Linked DNA regions of Mus musculus: region 2 is linked to region 1. Evidence: chromatin contacts called from public Hi-C data. All regions are on one chromosome and are shown on one strand. Each heading gives the region's core, a stretch centred on a gene start, on an enhancer-like site or on the middle of the called end of the contact. The rest is flanking DNA. Distances are from core to core; before and after follow the strand shown.

Evidence for each region. Hi-C and Micro-C count contacts between places; a contact is called where the count stands out from the background.
Region 2: a Hi-C map of bone marrow-derived macrophages shows a contact between it and region 1, with 45 read pairs. The contact joins two enhancer-like sites. A contact is called at or near these places in 2 of 15 datasets of contacts at CTCF or cohesin (the NIH/3T3 cell line and embryonic stem cells), 9 of 484 Hi-C or Micro-C datasets (Sertoli cells, bone marrow-derived macrophages, cerebral cortex and 3 more), 15 of 115 datasets of contacts at active chromatin or transcription factors (bone marrow-derived macrophages, embryonic fibroblasts, embryonic midbrain and 8 more) and 4 of 9 other capture datasets (adipose tissue, embryonic stem cells, liver and 1 more).

Annotation. Positions count from the first base shown.
Region 1 is chr19:43,874,452-43,878,136 of GRCm38.p6, forward strand. It overlaps Dnmbp (dynamin binding protein), which reads right to left. Exons shown (of 16, transcript NM_028029.4): 5 at 376-569. Among named protein-coding and RNA genes, the nearest start is that of Gm24400, 19 kb to the left of the region's middle. Within about 2 kb of position 1,825, at least 42 of the 459 cell types and tissues checked have an H3K27ac peak or open chromatin away from gene starts, as enhancers often do. A contact at or near this core is called in bone marrow-derived macrophages, where this site is marked.
Region 2 is chr19:43,963,666-43,967,300 of GRCm38.p6, forward strand. It overlaps Cpn1 (carboxypeptidase N, polypeptide 1), which reads right to left. Exons shown (of 9, transcript NM_030703.2): 6 at 2,510-2,649; 7 at 66-165. Among named protein-coding and RNA genes, the nearest start is that of Cpn1, 21 kb to the right of the region's middle. Within about 2 kb of position 1,971, at least 60 of the 459 cell types and tissues checked have an H3K27ac peak or open chromatin away from gene starts, as enhancers often do. A contact at or near this core is called in bone marrow-derived macrophages, where this site is marked.

The DNA.
Region 1 (3,685 bases), core at 575-3,074:
GTGTTAAAGACCTGGGGTTACCAGGAAATGGGTCTTTCAGCAGATGGGGACTACTTGGAGGAAAGCACATCTCTAAGGAGCTAGCTGAGGCCCCGCCCCTTCTCACTCAGCTTCCGGTTGCCAGGATGGAGCGGCTCTGTTCTATACCGCACTGCTGCGATTCGCAGCGCCACAGGTTCAAATGCAGCAGCGCCAACCAACCACAGGCCAAAACCTGAAACTGTGCCAAGGTAAGTCTGTCCTCGCTTTCTGTGGTTCTTTATTCCCTTACCACTGAGCCGCTCAGTCTGTAATTATGGTACTGCAGTAGAAGACAGCCTCATTCCAACCCCAACACTTCGGGTGTAAAGGGTCGGGCTGCCTCCCATCTCCTACCTGTGCCTGCTGCAGGGGCACCATGACCCTCTCAATGCACATCTCCAGATCCCGGATGTAGTCTCTCTCCGTCTGCAAAAGCTCCGCCACCACCTTGGCTCTCTTCTCCAGCATCCTCTGCTCTGGGTTTTCAGTGGACACAGACCCAAAGGGGGCCGCCAGGGATGAAGACTGGGAAGAGAGGAGCGTCATGTCTGGAAGGGGAAGGAGGACGGTCAGCAGCTGTGTGAAAGGAGGGCTCTCCAGCACTTTGAACCAGGAAGCAGTGTTCTAGGTGGGCCGGGGCTTTCCCTACAGAGGACAGCCAGGAGATCAAGCGTCCACTGTAAACACTGTAAACACTCTGCAAACTCTCTCCACAGGGATATCCTCCCAAGTATGCAGGATCCTTTTCATCTTGTCCTCGAGAGAAGCTTGACCACCTAACAATGCGCGGCCTGCTAGCTGTCTGTAAAGTCGAAAGGAAGACCAGCCTTATCGAGAACTGATTTTATTTAATCAGATATAAAACCTGCTCTATAGGCTCTGCAGCAAAGCTACCAAGCTGGGGAGTGAGGACATTGATACAGCACGTTAGGAATATTAATCTGGGGCAGTGAGATGGCTCGACAGGTAAACCCACTTGCTGCTAAGCCTGAGGCCCGGAGTTTCTTCCTTGGGATCCACAGGGTAGAAGGGAGAGACCTGACTCCCTTATGTTGTCTTCAGAACTCTACATGCTTGCTACTGTGGCACATGCTTGCCACACACATGCACACACAAAGCACATAAATAAATGTGATAAAATGTTTTAAGCAATATGAGAAAATTATTACAGGCAGAACAACTTAATATTTAAAAAAAAAGAAATATTATGAGGAACACATAACAGTGCCAACTTGGGGGGAGGGAGATCTCTGGGAGCCTGAAGGACAGCCCGGTCTAGAGAGCAAGTTCCAGTCTACCCAGGGCTAGCCATAACGGGATGTTTCCTGAAGAAGAAAAACAATTCTTCTCATTAGCACTTACAGCTCCTGGTACTTGGATGCATAGGAGAAGGCGCATAAAGAAATGAGAAAACGTTTGGTCATTTAAGAAACTGAAATAAAAACAAACAGAAGATGGCTGTGGAGTGGTCTCCGCCGAGTTTCCTTCACATTCTAAGACTGATTTAAAAATTGACAAATTTGCTAAGTCAATACAGTATGCTGTCTGGGCACAATTCAAAGCCACAGAAACAGTACATGCGGCTGGCTTTTCAGCAGACTGGATTCTCCAAAAATCTTTTCTGCTGCCCCTAATCCTAAGAAGTTAGGAATGTCAGTGTTTACAAATGGGGGCGGGAGACATCTTGCATTGCCAAGCAAGGAGGTCCTGGCAGAGGCACAGGGGGAGGGGGAGAGGGAGATCTTAACAAAGACAAGGCAGCCAGGGAAGGGCAGCCTGCCCAACCAGGACAACTTCAGTATCAAAATTAAGTCAGCTCCAATGCATTATAATCCAGTGAATCAAACAGGAACTGGGAGCCCACACCCTTAGCACACATGACAGGGAAGAAGTCTCTCTCTGAGTGGAAGTCAAACTGCAAGATCCAGAAAAATGACAAGATTTTTTTTTTTTAAGAGCATCTTTTCAAGCAAATTACCAGTAGAGGATAGGTGTGGTATGCCTGCCTCTGACCCCAGCCAGAGAATTTCAGGCCAAAACTAACCAACCAACCAAACAAACAAACAAACATACCCAACTCATCAGTTGATGATGCTGGTAATAATGGTGGTATTGAGGTGATCAGGATATTTGCATAGTTTTACATTATTATACATTACATGTTCATTCCAAAAACAAAACAAACAACAACAAAACATGCCTACACAGCTGAGAAAGGATACCTTGACCCAGGAATCAAAATCAGGGTCACCAGTAAGGGGCAAATATGGCTTCCAAATAGGCCTGGAAACATCACACACCCCTTCTGCAGTATCCCAGTCACAAATGTTGGTTCTGAAATGAGTCTTGAGGAAACATCAAACTCAAATTGAGAATGTATATTCTTCAAAAGGTCACTGTCATGGGAAAAGGAATTCCGAGGACAGTGTTCAACTATGACTGGCCAGTCCCTGCTGTGTCGAAGAAGAAAAGTTCTAAACCCAGCGTTGGGCAGGGCTGGAGAGCGGCTGTAGATTAGATAAGTGACTAGATCAAGGTAAAATCTCCTGCAGGAGCGGCCCCTTTCTGGTCTCACAATAAATACCCACTCTTACTGCTGATAGTTTGCTTGTGCCAGGCCCTGAGTTTTACCCCTACCAGGCACATAATGCACGCAATAAACTCTTAGAAAAAACTAGAGAGAGAAAGGATGAAGATGTTAAACTTAACAGCGCACGGGGAAGCCAGGCAGTGAGGGCACACACCTTTAACTCCAGCACTCGCTCAGGAGGCAGATACAGGTGAATCTCTGAGTTGGAGGCCACTCTACAGAGTGAGTTCCAGGGCAATTAGAGCTACACAGAGAAACCCTGCCTGGGAAAACCAGCCGACCAACCATGAGTGCACAGGGAGTTCCTGGTACCACGACAATCTTTCTATAAATTGTATTATTCAATACATTTAAAAACAACAGCCAACAATAGCTAGTATCTTGCTTGAACTTTATGTCACGACGCGTGGCAACATTTCACACATCCTTCTCATCCACCACAGTCTAAGGTTTCGTTCAGAAATCAGCTGCACCGTACACACAGCCTGTTTATTGCTGTGCTGGGAACGGAGCCCAGGGACTGGCCCAGGATAGACAGGTGCTTTCTTACCGCCAGCCTTGCAAGAAAATCCTTTAAACTAAATTGCTTGTTTTAAATTCTCTTTGTGGCCAGACTTTGTGGTACTTGTCTAGGCTTTTGGTTTAGTTTTTTGTTTTTGGCTTGTTGTTGTTTGGTTTTTGGGTTTTTTTTGAGGTTTTTCTGTGTGGCCTTGGTTGTGCTGGAACTCGGATTTGCGTACCAGGCTGGCCTCGAACTCACAGAGATCCTTTTCAAAGGCATAGGCTGACAGCACCCAGATTCAAAGTGACAGGTTCTTCTTATTCCCAAGTAGCTTAGATCTTGTTAGTGGCAAACTGACAAGAGAAACTCACTAACACCAGACTCTAAAACTCCCAAGAGAACACTTACCAATTCCAACCACATGGGAGCTAACTTACAAAGTATATCCCCGAACTCACGTAATATGCCAAAGCTTTAGGGTTTGTGATAGTTAACATTCCTACTTCACAAATTAAAAACCTAAGACTGGGGAGACTGACTGGCTTGTCCAAGATTCTGCAGAAACACCAGCT
Region 2 (3,635 bases), core at 721-3,220, 89 kb after region 1:
ACGCACCCTCCTCTCAGTGTCCTCGATGGCTGGTCTTTCTGGCTTACCAACTGGTCCCCTCCTACCTGAAGTGACGTCGTGGTTGATGCCGGTGACGGAAATGACAGCCCCCGTGAGGTTGTTAGAGTTCTCATCCAACACCATTCCCTTGATGCCCTGGTGGACCTGCGGGAAACAGTGGCCACCGAGAGTCAGAATCACACAGTGGTTGGACAGTGGGAAAGGCTCTGGCCTTTCTCTTTTCTCATGGTTCCTCTCAGTCCATGTTCATTAACACCATGACAACACCCTGTAAACTAGCTCTTCACTGCTCCTCCAATCCCATAATCCCTCCTTAGTAGGCGGAGTGATCCTGTCACTCAGTCACAGTACACTGCCTTCTCAAAGCTCCTGTGTGGGTGGGCTTGTGAGGCCACAGTCCCCACTAGTAGCCCAGTCTCAAGTGTATGTGTGTTGAGTATTTTGCCTTCACGTGTGTCTTTGTACCCTGTGCCTACATGTTGCTGGAAGAGCCCAGCAGAGGGTCACAGAGCTCTCGGGACTAATGTCACCAATGTTTGTGAGCCACCATGAGGATGCTGGAAACAAACTTAGGTTTGCTGAGACAAGCCAGTACTCTCAATCAACCGCCAAGCCATCTCTCCAGCTCCTGCTGGTCTAACCTTGAATTTTGTTACAATTAAGGAAATTTAAGGGGGGGGGGTGCTGGTGAGATGGTTTAGTGGGTAAGAGCACTGACTGCTCTTCCAAAGATCCTGAGTTCAAATCCCAGCAACCACATGGTGGCTCACAACCATCTGTAATGAGATCTGATGCCCTCTTCTGGAATGTCTGAAGACAGCTACAGTGTACTTACATATAGTAATAAATAAAATCTTAAAAAGAAAAGAAAAGAAAGGAAAGGAAAGGAAAGGAAACGAAACGAAACGAAACGAAACGAAATGAAACGAAAAGAAACTTAGAAACTTTAGCGGTTAAGAGCACTGACTGCTCTGCCAGAGGTCCTGAATTCAATTCCCAGCAACAACATGGTGGCTCACAACCATCTGTAAGGGATCCGATGCCCTCTTCTGGTGTGTCTGAAGACAGAGACAGTATATTCACATTAAATAAATAAATAAATAAGTAAATAAATAAAATCTTTAAAGAAAGAGAGAGAGAGAGAGAGAAACCTTAGATTGTGATCTACTGAGATGGCTCAGTGGTTAAAGGCATTTGCTGCTAAGCCTGACTGAGTTTGAACTTGGTACCCAAAATGCTGGAAGAAGAGAACAGACTACCTTCCACAACTTGCTTTCTGATTTCCACACAAACATCATGGCATGAATACACAAGAGAGAGAGAGAGAGAGAGAGAGAGAGAGAGAAAATTTGAAGTAAATTGTGGTAAAATGTTCACTCTGTGAATTGTACAGCCCAGTTTATCACGCACATTTGTAATATGTGCCTAGCACAACAACTCACTTTTAGAACTCTCTTCATCTGACACTGAAACTGCTCTCCTTAAGATGAAAGTCTCCATCCCTCTCATTCTCTACCCCACCTCCTGCTCTTCCAGCCCCAGACACCATTCTGCATTCTGTCTGTGCGACTGTATAAACTCTATCTAAACAGAGGCACGGCTTACTGCCATACGACTGGCTTATTGCTTATTGCATAATCCAGATCCAGTCGTGCTAAGGTGTGTGTCAGCGCTTACCTGGTTTTGAAGGCCCTTTCTCTCTCTCTCTCTCTGCCTGTCTTCACTTCTTTGAGATTTAACCATGCTGAATAATATAACAATTTTATTCTAATTGTGGTTGCTTTTGTGGGTCTGGAAACACAATTTTGGGTCCCTCGTGTGCTAAGCAAGAGCTTTACCACTGAGCTAAACTTCAGCCCCATTTTTAATTTTCCGGAAGCTCTGTCACACTGCTTGGCTTAGAAGCAACATCACTTTCTGCTCACAGTGCCTAAAAGAGTCCAGTTTCTCCCCCTCCTCCAAGCCTTGTCATGTGTTTCTCACAGCAGCCGTTGCGGTGCACTTGAGGCGGCAGCTGGCTGTGGTTGCTGCTGCCGGGCACCTTTCAGATGTGGACTTGGCTTGTTTTAGTTGGACCTATTCTGGAGGGCCCACCCCTGTTCTAGATAACCTGGCTTGTCTGAGCCCCTCCGATCCTCAGGCTCCTCAGACCCCATTTGAGAGTGGCTTTCTCCGGGAGACTTTCTTCACAGCACTTCTCTTTTTAATGAGGCACAGAATTTACTTCCGTATTTTGCTTACTGTCTGCCCCGGTTAGAACATCAGTTCCATAGAGACAGGGATATAGGCTTGTTTACCCAGAGTCCCCAGCTTACAGTAAAGTTTTGGACAGACAGCTATGCTCTAGGACATTGAAGGAAAACCAACCGCAGGAGTAGAGGGCTGGTTGAGTGGAGTCAGCTCTGGGGACAGCCTGAGCCTGTGGCAACCCCAGCTGCCATTGGAAGACCTCTCTTGCAACCAGAAGAGTCAAACGGAAGGATCTTACCTGTTCCAAGAACTGGATTAAGGCTTCCCGGTTACCCAGCCACTCCCTCTGCAGCTCCTCTTGCCGGGGAAACTTGTCGCAACTCAGCTCGAGCGTGATCTCAAAGCAGTTAGTGTGGAGATAATTGAAGTCTTGCATTCCTAGGGAAAGAGACAGCGGCAGATCTTTGTGTCGAGGGACCCACCATTGCCACCTTTCTCGTTAGTCACAGTTTCTCCACCACATCTTTATCAGCTTCTCTCCTACCTCTTGACATCTGCTAACTTACTCTCCACAGAGCTGTTCCTGAGTCTCAGGCTGAAGGTTAGCCTGGTCTACATAGCAAGTTCCAGGTCTGCCTAGGCTACATAGCGAGGCTCTGTCTTAAAATAAACACAGAGACCAGCAACCATAACTAAACAACTGGTTTCCTCCCAGGTACTAAAGCCCCTAGAAGGTGAGCCATGCAGCTTAACACAGATCACTGGGCCTTAACTCAGGGTTTAACTCAGGAGGCACAGGGCACAGGGCAAGGGCCCCAAGTTTCTGTGTTGGACAACTTCCCAGGTTACTGTGGTCAGAGACCTCATTGCTGAGACAACCACTAGAATTGACCTAATTAACTATTGTTAATCTTGGGATTGTGTTGATTTGGTTTAGGGTGGAGATTCTCTGAGGAGGCACGGGCCATGCTTTCTGAGAGGATAGGGAGGGTGGGGAGGGAGAGAGGGAGGGAGGGAGGGAGGGAGGGAGAGAGAGAGAGAGAGAGAGAGAGAGAGAGAGAGAGAGAGAGAGAGAGAATGATTTGAAAAAGTATAGTGGCACATGCCTTTAATCCAAGCACTCGGGAGGCAGAGGCAGGCGGATTTCTGAGTTTAAGGCCAGCCTGGTCTACAAAGTGAGTTTCAGGACAGCCAGGGCTATACAGAGAAACCCTGTCTCGGGGGAAAAAAAGAAAAAAGAAAAAAAAAGAAAAAGCAATTATCTGGGGCTGGAGAGACAGCTCAGCGGTTAAGAGCACTGACTGCTCTGCCAGAGGTCCTGAGTTCAAATCCCAGCAACCACATGGTGGCTCACAACCATCTGTAATGGGATCCCATGCCTTCTTCTAGTGTGTGTCTGAGGACAGCTGCAGTGTACTCATATA